Linked DNA regions of Sus scrofa: all the other regions are linked to region 1. Evidence: chromatin contacts called from public Hi-C and HiChIP or PLAC-seq data. All regions are on one chromosome and are shown on one strand. Each heading gives the region's core, a stretch centred on a gene start, on an enhancer-like site or on the middle of the called end of the contact. The rest is flanking DNA. Distances are from core to core; before and after follow the strand shown.

Region 1 (4,482 bases), core at 963-3,462:
AACGCCTACCTTGAAGAGACATAGAAACAGCGTTTCTAATTAGGTTCCTTATAAACCCTTAAAGACTTAGAGCACCAAAACCCAGCAGAAGTTGCTTAGATGCTGTAAAGAGCTGTGTATTTTTTAAGAGAGAGATTTAATATACAATCGAGGGATACCCTCAGGCATTTTGTTGAGGTTTCCTGCATAAATGCTGCTGCATTGGTCATACAGGAAACTGACTCACAGTCGATCTCAAATATGATCTTGTCAAAATACTGCAACTCAAGTTTTTTAATATAGGATTTCTTGAACTGGACATATATATTTACACTAACAGGACAGAGACTAATTGAAGCCTAGGGCATCTCTCCTATATTTAAAAAAAAGTACATGTAAAATGCCCTTCAGTCAAGTTCATTCATATGTAAAAAAATGAACAAAATGGGTTATTCTAATCAAACGTTTGCAGTATGCATCATAAAGTTAAAAAGAGAGAAAGCGCCAGAGAGCTGTAATTTCTCTTTGTAACCCATGTTTATAAAATAGAAAGATCAGATGAAATTTCAAGGCAGATAATTAAAGAGTGATGTGCAAGTCATAATTTGACTAATGCAAAAGATGGGAGACTGCGAATGGTTACATTGTCCTCCTCCACTGTGCAGAGTTGTGATATTACTTTAAATTATTAAAATAGTTTTCAACATCTTTCAGAATACCGGCTCTTTGGCATGGGCTTTTATTACTTATTGTAATTGGAGGATCTGCCATTTTCTTTCGTTTATCTCTGTGTGTATAGAAACGAGATAGATCTTGCCTTTTATTACTTCCCCATGTTCTGAATCAAAAATGTGGTTTAGATAATGTTAAGTGCCCTAATTCTTACTGCATCGGACTCAGACGTTATGAAAAGGCATAAAAATACACAGAGAGGGTCTTTCCACCTCAAGTCACTGAATATGAGGCATTTGTGCTCTGCCGGGTGTATTAACTTCAGCCATGTGAATATAATTTTCATTAAAGTAATCCTGTTTCAACTAGATGCTGTGACTAGAGGTGAAACGTTGCGAAAGCGTTAAAAATAGCTTACTAGTAATTTCAACATCCTGTAATTTTATCACAGATCAAGTTTCAACTGTCATACTATAACAGACCTTATTCCCCATATAGTACATGTTTACTTTTTTAGCATGCCAGACCCACTTTGGAAAGATTGGTGCCAATATAATAAAATCGGAGGCGGGGGGGGGGTATACTGAAAGGAGTGGGAGGAGAGCCGAGAAGGGGGTGGGGGAGCGTGGGGGAAGCGAGTACACCATTTTACATCAACACTGCGAAAATGCAATCTAGCCTGGCGGAGGACCGGCAGCTGGGTCGGAGCGAGCGAGGGCTTTGCAGTCTCTGCCTGTTCCTTGTTCTGTCGCTCTTAAGTTTCTCTGTGTTTGCATAATAGCCGTGCATGCAAACCTCGCAATGCTCCAGGGCTCCAGAACAATAAATATACACATTTAAAGCCTTTATTGTCTTACGGTTCATGCCCCCGGTTTTCAACAGCTTAATTTCTGGTTGTATTTAACTAGTTTGCAAATGGATTTTTTCAGTTTCAAACTATTATTGAGGAAGCTCCCCTCCCTTTTTTGGCGGGGGAGGGGTTGGGGGTGGGGTAGGAGTCGGTATATTATTCCTGTAGCGCTGGGTTATATAAACACATTATCATTTGAGAGCGCCCTTGGCGTCCATCAGCATTGTAAACACGTACTAGTGTATATACTTCAAAATTAAAGAATGCACACGCAGAACCGGGAGCCTGAATTCATATTCCGAGCAGACTCGCTGCTCGCATTTATTGATTTATCATGCATCGTTTATTGTTCCAGTCCCTAAATGCAGTCGCTGTCCGTTCAATATTGTTTGCAAAATCCTGAAATGTGTGTGCACTGCTCACTTGTCTTTCTGTTTTTTTTTTTTTTTGCTGAGTGTTTTTTTTTGCGAAGCGAACAAATGCATTAATATTTATATGTTTATATAATCGATAACCCACTTTTCTCTTCCATGTAAATAGGCATCAAAAGATAATTTAACAGATTAGTTCTCGAAAACATGGCAGTGAGGAAGCGTAATTTAACTATCAAACAAATCTACATGTCTAATAACAGCAAATCTGCTAAGGAGCATTAGAAAGAGGAGCAGCGCCCCGGAATCTCTGCAGGAAATGTTCTTTATATTAGACATATACAAGCAGGTCCTGTCAGATGCACAGCGGAGCTCGCTACCTCTTGTCTCCTCCAAAAAATCTCACCAAACGATACCCCTAGACAAGGGAGACAGAGAAGAGGGAGATCTCATCTTTGCACAATTTAAGAGTAGATTTTATTTTTACAAACCTTCCTATATGTTTTTTGCCTTGATCCATCCGCTTCCCGCCGAGATTGGACGGAGCCTTTCTCCCGATTATGAATTTGATCAACCCACATTTGGAAGGAACCCTACACAGTTCTGACAGGAGCTGAAAATTGAGTCGTCAGAGAAATATTAGGACATATTTTCAATCATTTTGGTGCTGGGGGGGAGGCAAGGGCTTAGTTTTATATTGAGACATTACGCCAGCTGAAGGCAGAGAATGTTTTTCCCTGCCAGGACCTGATGCAATCCATTCAAGCCAACAAGTTTGGAGAGAATGTTGAGTTCAATCAATTCAGAACGTCGAGATGGAGCCCAACTCACTCCAGGTATTTCGCTCTTCTCCGCTCCTCCGATCCCGGCACCCCCCCGGCACCCCCCAGGCCCCCAGCTTACCCACACCTCTGCACCCACCCACACCCCCCACAAACTTTTCACCAAACTTTTACCCTCTGCATCCCCCCAAATCATTTTTATTGTTTAAAAAAATCCCTGCACCGATCATACATACATAATGTAATTTTACCTCCTCAGATGGAGAGGTAGGGAGAGGTGGCGGGGGGGGGGGGGGGCTGAGGGTTTTTTTTTTTTCTTTTAAGGGAGGCAGAAATTTTGTGGGCTCTATTATTTTCCACCCAGCTTTATATCTGTTGCCTCTTCTGTATTAAGAGTGTGGATGTCTGTGTGTAAATATGTCTGGGAATAGACGTTTGTGCTCTGATGGCTACATTATTTATTTGGTGCTTTTTTCCCCTGCAGTGGGTCGGCTCACCGTGTGGCTTGCACGGACCTTACATTTTCTACAAGGCTTTTCAATTCCACCTTGAAGGCAAACCAAGAATTTTGTCCCTTGGCGACTTTTTCTTTGTAAGATGTACGCCAAAGGATCCGATTTGCATAGCGGAGCTCCAGCTGTTGTGGGAAGAGAGGACCAGCCGGCAACTTTTATCCAGCTCTAAACTTTATTTCCTCCCAGAAGACACTCCCCAGGGCAGAAATAGCGACCATGGCGAGGTGGTAAACTTATATCTCCCTTTCTTCTTCCTTTATTATTTTTCCCCCAGTAATGCTTATTACAGGGCAAGCTTGAAAATACTGTATTCACTTCTGCAGGCGAGCAGGATCGACTCCTTTTTTAAAGGGGTAGCGCCACTAGCTGGGGCTCGAGTATTTTGCCATTGTCAGAGTTTGGCTGTCAGCTTTACAAAGAGGATCCAACTGCTGATTTTAGTCAAGATCAAATAACTTGTTCGAGAAGGGTTTTGTTCAAGGATGTGTGTGCGCGTGTGTGTGTGTGTGTGTGTGAGAGAGAGAGAGAGAGAGAGATCGTTCGCTCTCCTGCTACTGCTGCCTGAACATCACATGCTTTTTATGTTTTTTGCCTTTGAAAATTTACCTTCGCGTCTGGCTGGGTCGGGGAATGGGTGGATTTCTTTCGGTAGGTTTCGATATTGTTCACGTTTTAATTTTTTTTTAAAGTAAGTATTTGATATGTTTAAGAGGGCGGAAATTACGAAATGGAGGCAGAGTGAGATCAAAAGCTATTGAGTTGGCAAAGACGTGTTGAATAAAGTGATAAATGACAGGTACTGGAATAATACATTCAAATAACTTGCAGATCTGCCCGGGCGGATTTCAAAGCGGTCGTGTAACCGGCACAAACACGTTAAGCAGTAACAACTATCTCTCGTGCCCACCCCCTTCCCCCCCAACAAGACATCTGATGTTCTAGTTTTCAATTACTCCACGCAAAGTGGTCGTCTTCCAACGCGATTTTTGGGGATGTGTGGGACGTGGACACGGGAGGGAAGGGCAGAGGGGTGTGTGCTCGCCCAGTGGCCCTGCGGGTCCGGCGTCCTCAGTGCCCAGACGGCGCTCCGGGGGAGGGTGGGGAGGGACCGAGCCTCCCCTGCACGTTTCTGGGCGGCCACGGGGGCGCTCGCCGCGCTCCCGGGAGGACGCCCGAGGTGAGCCCACTGTCACCGGGCACCGGGACGGTCGCTTCTCTTCGGCTCTGTCATTTCATGAGTGACCGCAGTTCTGCGGGCTCCCTCCGTCAGCTGACCGACCTCAGCGCCGTGGTACCTACAGAGGGAACTATTT
Region 2 (4,894 bases), core at 1,341-3,840, 37 kb after region 1:
GTATACATATATGTGTATGTGTGTGTGTGTGTGTGTGTGTGTATAATTTGTTTAACCTCAAAGGAACCTGGGAAGATGGACAGATGACTGGGTGTGCAAAGGTGGATATTACCTGTTGGGTCACAGGACCTTCTATGTGTGGGCCCTGTGCTGGAAACTGGGTGAGAGAACACATGGCCATCAGCAGCTTCAGTTGCTGTCAAGGCATAAGACTTTTTTAATTGAGGCACCTAAAATTGAATTCATAGAGAGTTTAAATATTTGTTCTAAGTGGATAATATGACATGTGTTAACACCGTGTCGGAATTTCACGTTTCATGTCACATTGGGAGGAAAGCAAAGTGAGGAAGAGAGATGAGTTAATTAGTGTGGAACAGGAGAGCAGGTCAAAGCAGGGGAACCAAGGGCAAGCAGCTCATGGCAGAGGTTCCCCGAGTTCCAGCATTTAGTGGTCACTTTCAACTATATGTTGTTTTCTTTCCTTCCTTGCCCTCTTCCGCTCTAGGTTTAGGATGTGGCATAGTTATTCTGTGGAGTGTTTGAATCCTGACTCTGTAGCTTGTTGAGCTGTGTCGCCTTGGGCAAGTAAATTAAGCTTCAAGCCTCAGTTTCCCCATCTGAAAAATCTGGAAACTTTTTAGGGTCTCTGGGAGATGAAAGATACAGAGGGTCTGGCACAGTGATTGGTGTATAAATATTGGTGAATGGAGAAGGGATCCATAATTAATTTGATTGCTTTTTCTTAACACACTCTTCTCCAATGACTTTTTTGTGTTCTTTCCTAATTTTTTTCCCCATTTGTGTCTCCTCGTGGCCTTCACTGACTACTTTCCTAGCATTGCTCAAGACCAAAGTTGTTGACCTCTGATTTAGACGAGTTATTTCCTCTTTAGGCAAAGAGGAACTTCACTTTTAACATATTAAGGCATCTTTTTCTTTCATTCTAGCACAATGGTGATTTTCATAGCCCTATTTTATGCCGAATGTGAGAACTTCCTGTTTTTTTCAACCTAGATTTTAACTACTACAACAAACCTACACTATTTTAATTGGCATAAAGAGACTGGATAACACCTGTAACTGACTTGTCTTTCATGTGATTCAGGTTTGTGATGAGCTGTGCTGTGTTTTGGGAATAGCATTAATATTTTCTTGGAGTCTGAGCTTAATAATCAGCAGTTTCTTGGCACCTTTTGGTAGATGTCAGACGGTAATATTTTGGACATAGTGGCCTGATTGTCATGTGCACATTTAGAGAAAATTATTAATCTAGTGATTTTCATTTTAAAACCAAAGAATTTTTTGGACTTATCTTCCTATTTGGCTGTTACACCCCCAATTTTGTGAATAAACAATGACTAGCCTTCTGACATATGGTCATGCTGAATAATATAGCTGTTGTGTTACTTGCCTTATATATGATCTAAGTTGTATTGCTATTGTCTTATGTTTTCCTTAACATAAAACCTTTCTTTTGTTTGTTTGATTTTTTTTTTGTTATGAAATATACTGTTACTAATAAAAAACTAAACAGGAAACCCACAGGGGACAAAAGGATGTGTAGATGGTTAAGCTTGATGTCACTCATATAAACAAGATTATTTATAGCAGAGTTGTTTTGTGTTTAACATTGATAGTTTATTAATGAATGAAAAGAAACCCAATTTCTTAATTTTATCAAAAGATTTAGAGGTTTTGGAGTTCCCATTGTGGTGCAGCAGAAACAAATCCAACTAGTAACCCTGAGGTTGCGGGTTCGATCCCTGGCCTTGCTCAGTGGGTTAAGGATCTGGCAGTGCTGTGAGCTGTGGTGTAGTTTGCAGACAGAGCTCGGACCCAGCGTTGCTGTGGCTGTGGTGTAGGCCAGCAACTATAGCTCCCATTTGACCCCTAGCCTGGAAATTCCATATGCTGTGGGTGTGGCCCTAAAAAAAGCAAAAAAAAAAAAAAAAAAAAAAAAAAAATTAGAGATTTTGATCTTGCTGAATTCTAAAAATGTTCATTATCTAACTTTTCAGTGATTGATTCCAGAAGCAATTTGTTTATACTGAATATTCAAAGTACTTGGTGGTTTTTAAACCTAGTTGTTCATTAGACTGACTTATATTTTTAAAATAATTCTGATTGCTGAGTCCAGATTCTTCATTAGAAGGATTGAGGCAAGGCCAAGGAATGTGTACTGATAACTAGGTGATTCTGATTTTTTTTTTTTTTTTTTTTTTTGGTCTTATTTGGGAGACAGCTCTGCTATTAGTTTAATGCAGAGGAAGGGAAAATAAGCAACAGGGGATTTGACTGACTGGGAAGCTCTCTGGCGAACAAGAAACACCATGTATTTTTTCCTTTCTTTCTTTTTTTAATGTAATATACACCTTTAAGGATAGAATTTGGGACCTTGAAATTCTACTCAGTTGGTATGAACTGTGGGGAATTTGAGACAAATAGCTTTTGTAATTGGAATGCACACTGTGTTGTAATAATGTGGAAAGAGAAACAAAAACTTGCCTTAATGTTATGCGTTTCCAGTATCTGCTTGATCTAAGGTTTACAGATCTACATTGTGATACTTTATGTTGGGGAGATAGGGGTGCCATTTGCTGTATGCGTTCCTGTCCCAGCAACTTTCTCTTCAACCCCTTCCTTTCTCTGTCTGCAACATCAAAATATTTGTTGTCTGTACTTTTCTTTCTACACAGTGGTTTTGTTATCTCCCTTTCTCTTGGCCACACTGAAACCACTTCCAATACCACATTGCTAATGGAAGTTCACACACTTATTAGGTTTTTCCTTCTGTAGAACCCTTCCAACTCCTCATTGTTCTTACCAAAGAAAGAAGATGAACTCCGAGATTACCTGAGCCTCCCCCCACCCCCCGCCCCCTGGCTCCTTTTTTTCCTAGTGGAAGAAAGCAAAGGATGGAAAGATCTCACCTTTTGGGAATAAAGTAAAACTCCAATATGTTATTTTTTTTTAACTGAATGATTTCATCATGTTTTAAAACATCAATAATAACAAAATCATTAGGTTGACTCTGAAAGATGGGATTTTACCATATAGAAGTGCATGAAAGAACTCCTCTTGCTCAATGTTTAGGTAGAATAAGTTCCCTTTAATCCTAGTTTGTGTCACTTCCTGTCTCTCTCTGAAGAGTAAAGAAAACAAGCATGTTCTCACAAATGTGGGTCTGCCAACAAATTAATACTCCACAAAGAGAAACTCTGCCCCAAATGGCAGTTTCCAATAACTGCTCTGATTCAAATCACAACTCTTTCATTTTTTTTATCCCTTTTCAAGGATATTTGCAGATGTCATGTTTGCTTTTTAAAAAATCTATAGTGTTTTAAGAACTTAAATGGTGACTGAAACTACAGATCTGGATAGTGGAGAAACTAATAATCTTTAAAAACACTTCTGAGGTGTGTGAGAATCCATTCGTCCCCTTCTCTCCTCTTTGTTCTTTTCAAAGAAAGAAAGTTCAGTAGGAAACCAATTCAGATTGGAACTTGACTCAGTGAGATGTTTTACCTTTTTTTTTTTTTTTCAGATAGTTTCATACTGAAGTTTATAGAAGAGAAAGAAAGAAACAATAACTATTTTAAAATGGAAGGGTTAAGGAATGTATTATTCATAAGCATAACGAACACAGGAACCTGTTTTTCCAGAAGAATCAGGTTGATTAAATCATTCACTACACAAGCCTCTAGTTATTTATTTTTGTCTTTAGAATTACAGTACTTAGCTTTTGTAATAAAGTGGACTCGATACCCATATTTGGTATGGCAGTTGGAACTAGTCAGATGAAGAATTATTTCATTTTACAAAATTTTTAGCAACGAAGGAATATAAACACTATCAGTTAAACATAGCAAACTTGCATTTTTTATTCCTTGGGCTATAGTTTGAAAAAAAATCAAATTATTTTATGTAACACTGCTTCTTACAGAGTTCCTTTAAGTGAAGTATGAAAGCTGCAGTGTAAGCTTTATTGGCCTATAAATATGTCGTTATAGTTGGACTACATTTATATGCTTTGGATTGTTGTTTAAGCCAAGAAAATATGTCTCTACAGGTTGACTTTTTATTGAAACCCTTTGAGGCATACAACAGAATGTATTTTAGGCCAAGGTTATTAAAACAGCATTTTCATTTTTTTGCAGCAGACGCACTGTCAATTATGCCGCCACAAACTGTGGATGGGCAGTATTAATGGTTTCATCTCCAAATGTGTCTCTAGAAAAAGACAGACAAGATAGAGGCATCTGAGCTGAAACCAAGAAAAGAGACCAAGAAGTGTGGGTGTGGGTATGGCTGAGTTTAATGATGGGGCTTCCCTCAGTTCAATTTCTGTTTCTAAAGTCCCATCAAATTGAGAAAGAGTGGCTTCGCCTGTCCCTTCTGTTGCTGGGACTTTCACTGTACTTTGGGGAATAAACAGCATGGCAGTGTCGACAGAGCAGTGGATGGGAGGTCAGAAGAAGCTCGGCTCTACTTGGCCTGTAGATCTGCCTCTCACTGGAGAAGTCACTGTATGTTTATACCTTCAGGTTCCTCATGTGTGAAATGGGTAATAACTTGCTCTATCTCACTGGGTTTTTGAGACAATGGACTAAGAAAAAAATTAACATCTATGGAAGCCATTTGTGATACTGAAGTCTCAGATGGGATGGTATTATCAGAAGGAGGTTCTATGTCCTAGGAAGCTAGGCAGTGCAATATTAGATAATTTGGCCTTAGGAACTTCCCTAATCACATGTTATAGTAATTTGGGGCAGAGGTTACTTTCATTACTATCTGCCTCAGTAGAAGACTATTATTAAAATCCTTCAGGTTCTTATATATATATATATATATATGTGTGTGCATATATATATTTTATATATAGACATGTATATGG
Region 3 (4,406 bases), core at 1,092-3,591, 60 kb before region 1:
AATCTGTTTCTAGTCGGTCTGTTTATGTCAGCTGTGTCTCTACTACAAGCCTCTAAAATGTTTTAATAAATTTATCAACCAAAAAATATTACAAACATTTCATTTCCTTTGATTCAGACACACACGCACACACACACACACACAAAGCTTCTGCCTTCATTGCAAATTCTTGCTGGTATGAATCATTCTAAGTAATATTTGCTTTAACTTTCGTGTGGTTCTACAAACAATCTTTATATGGCTGGACTTCAAAGCTAGGAGAAATAAAGGTTAGAAATGTGATAGGAGTAATCTATTATTAGGCATGAAACATTAAACCACTTTTAGCTATAAGTCTTAAAACCTGAATAATCTGGGTTTTTAATGTAGTGCATATTTATTGTGCTTTCACTTACACAGGCATTTATCACAGAGGAGTGTTTGGAAGAGAAATATTTTCCATTGCACTATGCGCCACAATTTGGTTTAATTTTTCCTAATATTTAATTTAGAAAAACGGTAATATTATAACAGGGTTCTCATGTTTCCTGGCCAAAATGCTTGGTGTTCCTCACAGAGTAAAATTAATCTGTTACCAGCCCGCTGACCTGCAAGTCAGGTTTCAGTAAAGTAGGCACCAAGTGGTGGGGGGTGGGGGGTGGGCAGAGGAAAGGGGTGAGTTAGGGTGGGGAGGGAGCTAAGATCTCTTTGACTTGGAGAAGGAAAAAAAAAAAAAAAAAGCTTTGAGGAATGTCTCAACCCACCCATGCCATCAAATGACAGAAAATAAGTTGAACGTGTATTTGAGCCGAGGAGTGTTTGAAAACATTTAATAGCTCCATCCATAACGACATCCACTGCAGGAATGTTAATTGTTAAAATCTGTACTGCAGTTATTTCTTTAAGCAGAGGGGCTGCATTAAGTGGAAATTCAGCTCCTTGTTTCTCTTCTTTCTCCACATATATTTGCACTTAAAAAAAAAATTATGAAATAAGTCAGATGTCAGATGGAGAGCTTTCTAGCACAAGGGAATGCAAAACAGTGTTAAAGATATATGCATATGCGGGAACAAAAAAACAACATTGGTAACATTTTGTTCTTGATTAAATTTGTGCTCCTAATACAGTAGATTAAAAATAAGTCCAACTGTTAAACACATGAGGGTTCCGCCACTGCTCCTGTGCCAGGAAAGCAGCTATCACTGCGGACCTGGCCTGACTCTCCCTCAGTAGCCTTGAGGAGACAGAGGAAATCTGACCCCCAGGAAACCTGAACCCCCAAGTCCATCAATGACCCTGCAGTTTGGAGATTCCTCATTTTTGTCTGCTGATTATACCCCAGAACCTTCTTCATGTCTTCTCACACTGTGTCAAATCTGGTGTCTCTCAGCAAAGGTGAAAGAGAATATTGGCTTAGAAAGATGGAGACAAATTGCTAATAGCCAGCCCCAATCTCTTGGAAGAAAATGAAAGTTAAGTTGTAGTCCCTTGGGAAGCTACTTGAGAAACTTGTGTCCTTTAAGAAGATGGGTGCAAGCCCCACATTCCACTCCCTGGGAACTTTATGACAGGGACAAAAGATGGGATTGTATACCAAAATACCTGAACTGGAAGACACTCCAGAGATCACAGTCAACTCTCTTCCTTTGGGGAAGATGCCCAGCAACGTTAGGGGCAACATCACACTGGGGAGTCCGACCCAGCTGGACACAGAACCCAAGCTTTTATTTCCCCAACCCTGTCTGTTGTATGATGCCATCTTGACCATTCAGTTTGTTCAAAAAAGAGACAGAAATTAAACCCAGGGGTAAAAGAAATAATATATATTAATTATAGTAATGGCTCTTTACCTAATCTGTGTGCTGTTACACTTACATGATTTCTTGGAATATGTAGGGTTTTTTTCTTTTTTTAATAAAAATACCAACTCTTCAATTCTTACTCTCTCCTCCCACCACAAAAATCTTCCCCTCCTAGCTTGCCCTGCGCCCTCTCAAATGTACTTTTTTATGGTCTTTGGTCAGTCTGGTTTAATAGGTTACCTGTTGCTGACACTCACTTCACGGAGAAGTGGAGCTCTCTGCTGTGAATTGCTTTCTAGCAGCAGAAGGGTTTGAGGCTGTGACATTTGCAAATCTAGGAAGGATAGCTCCCCAAAAGCAATGCAGAGAATTGCAGATATTGCCAGGAAAGGAGAACAGTTAATTGAAACTATTTGGGGCATGCCGTATTGAACAACGAGATGGTTTCTGAGCAACACATATCTAAATGTGGCTTGCCAAAGACCTGCACACTTTTAATTTGCTCTACAAATTTGGTTAGCCCAATAAAGTGTAAACATCAAATACTGGTCGTGGAGCACATTAAACATTAACCAACTGAGACCTTAAAGACTTAAGAGAACATTAAAATTGGAGGAGAAAGATAGGCCAGGCAACTCTGGGAAATTAGGTTAGACTCTAAAAGAGAATGTTTGTTGGCTGGGTAAAAATAAAATAAAAACTATTTTAAGGTTGGTAACCATTTGTCTCCGTAGACAGGCTATTTCCCCCACCCCACCCCTCTGGAGATTATATTTTTAAAAGCAAGCAAATGTACCAAGTCAATTTGATTTTTCTGATTGTCCTCCAAGACACAATGTATTACCACCTAAAGGAGCCCTGAAAAGAGGTATTTCCATTGCCTGTTCCCAGATCTCTGAATCCTTAGATGCAGCTCTGCCTTTTAGCCATTTTGTGGGTTTGTATGTATGCCACCTTGCTTAGCCTGGGGCTCAAACCCCATGAAAGTTCAGTAAGCTTTTGCTGGACAGCAAAATGAAAATGCCCTCTAAGGAGATAAGAATGGCTCCCAGTTTTACCCATTCAGACTTGTGGGGTAGAGCTCACCCAAAACAGGCATGAGTATGTGCTTATTGCTGCTTATTGTGTTCCTTTCTCAACAAGAGCAATAAGCACTTCCTTTGAAACAGTAAAATTCAGGAACAGGAAAGTAATACCATATTCAAGTACCTTGTTCTCTAAGTCTCCTTTGCCCCAGGGGGGCTCACAAAGTAAATTCCTGCAAAGTAAGAACATTTTCTCTCAGGAGAAAGTTTGGTACTTTAGTTCTTTGATACTAAGAGTCTAGGAGATCCGAGGTGACAGCTCTCAACAATCCCACAGAAGTCACAGAAGGCTGAGTGTAAGAATAGGTTAAACCACTCCTAGACCAAGAATTAACTCCTAAGACAATTTAAATGTTGCTGCTGATTGTCATGAGATTCAAAATATCTAGCTGTGATGGAACAAAAGAGCCTTAAAACACTGTCTTAATTTGGGTTGCCTCAGAAGTAGACCCTGAGACAAGAATGAATGAAAGAAGCTGATTTGGGGAGTTCCTGTTGTGGCTCAGTTGGTTAAGAACCCGGCATACTAGCATAAGGACAAGGGGTTCTATCCCTGGCATTATTCAGTGGATTAAGGATCTGGCATTGCTGCAGCCTGCAGTGTAGGTCACAGATGTGGCTTGGATCCAGCATAGGCCAGCAGCTGCAGCTCTGATTCAACCCCAGCCCAGGAACTTCCATGTGTCACAGGTGTGGCTGTAAAAAGAGAAAAAAGAAGCAGCTGATTTGGGAGGAAAAGAAACCCCAGATGTGGTGCAGAAAAACAAGACAGGAGAGGGAGGTCAGTTGACATGAGATGTATTAATAAGCCAGCTACAAGTTGGCAAATGGAGCTTAATCTCCATAGAAAGCTCTGGGAGCCAGTATAGAACACACACCTCAGAATTATCCCACTAGAGAGATGGGAGCTTGGGTATTTATACATCACCTGTCATCAGTCTTTGGATGAGGTTGTCCCTTTAGGAGGCAATAATTTCAGGGCGTTTGCAGCTGACCACATAGGCAGGTAAAGCAGGTTTTGGTGGCCAAAAGAAGCTATGAAGCAAAGAAATGCAGGAGCTTGGAACTGGAAAGCAGGCACACATGCTCTAAAGTGTGAGGGCAATACCCTAACAGGCCCCTTTGGTGAAATGTCTAAATATCAGCAATAACTCCTGAGAAGTTTAACTGCAGTTCTTTTGTAAAAGTTTGAGCAAATAACTTCTCCGAGTCTCCACTGCTCCTTTATAAAATGCCTATTTCATAGTATTCAGTGATACAAGACTAGAAAAGTAAATGACATAATACTCCGTATAGTAACTGACACATGCCAAGTACCCAGTGCTATTATAATGACTCAAAAGTGAGTTTTCTGACTTCAAATCCCACTTGTGCCACCAACTATTCATATACCTTCAAGCAAGTCATTTAGTCTCTCTGGTGCAGGACTTCCCCATCTTGAGAGTGGAGATAGAAATTGCCTGCTGTTCATTCCCCAGACAGTGAGGTCCAAAGAGGACTATGAAAGGACTAAGCCACACTTATTGAGCACTTTCCAGTT

The links. A called contact is a pair of places that touch in the nucleus more often than the background predicts. HiChIP or PLAC-seq counts read pairs in DNA pulled down with a chosen protein or histone mark.
Region 2: an H3K27ac HiChIP or PLAC-seq map of alveolar macrophages shows a contact between it and region 1. The contact joins the enhancer-like site here to the promoter of ARID5B in region 1. A contact is called at or near these places in 1 of 5 promoter capture datasets (liver), 15 of 47 Hi-C or Micro-C datasets (adipocytes, alveolar macrophages, blood and 6 more) and 1 of 2 datasets of contacts at active chromatin or transcription factors (alveolar macrophages).
Region 3: a Hi-C map of liver shows a contact between it and region 1, with 2.6 times the contacts expected there. The contact joins the enhancer-like site here to the promoter of ARID5B in region 1. A contact is called at or near these places in 6 of 47 Hi-C or Micro-C datasets (embryonic fibroblasts, fibroblasts, liver and 1 more) and 1 of 2 datasets of contacts at active chromatin or transcription factors (skeletal muscle).

The regions. Positions count from the first base shown.
Region 1 is chr14:65,406,391-65,410,872 of Sscrofa11.1, forward strand. ARID5B (AT-rich interactive domain-containing protein 5B) reads left to right here and starts at 2,213. Exons shown (of 10, transcript XM_021072755.1): 1 at 2,213-2,708; 2 at 3,139-3,393. The coding sequence starts at 2,688.
Region 2 is chr14:65,442,516-65,447,409 of Sscrofa11.1, forward strand. The region is part of intron 3 of ARID5B (AT-rich interactive domain-containing protein 5B); the gene reads left to right. Among named protein-coding and RNA genes, the nearest start is that of ARID5B, 36 kb to the left of the region's middle. Within about 2 kb of position 2,591, at least 19 of the 83 cell types and tissues checked have an H3K27ac peak or open chromatin away from gene starts, as enhancers often do. A contact at or near this core is called in alveolar macrophages, liver and mesenteric adipose tissue, where this site is marked.
Region 3 is chr14:65,346,055-65,350,460 of Sscrofa11.1, forward strand. No RefSeq gene overlaps it. Among named protein-coding and RNA genes, the nearest start is that of ARID5B, 60 kb to the right of the region's middle. Within about 2 kb of position 2,342, at least 12 of the 83 cell types and tissues checked have an H3K27ac peak or open chromatin away from gene starts, as enhancers often do. A contact at or near this core is called in liver, where this site is marked.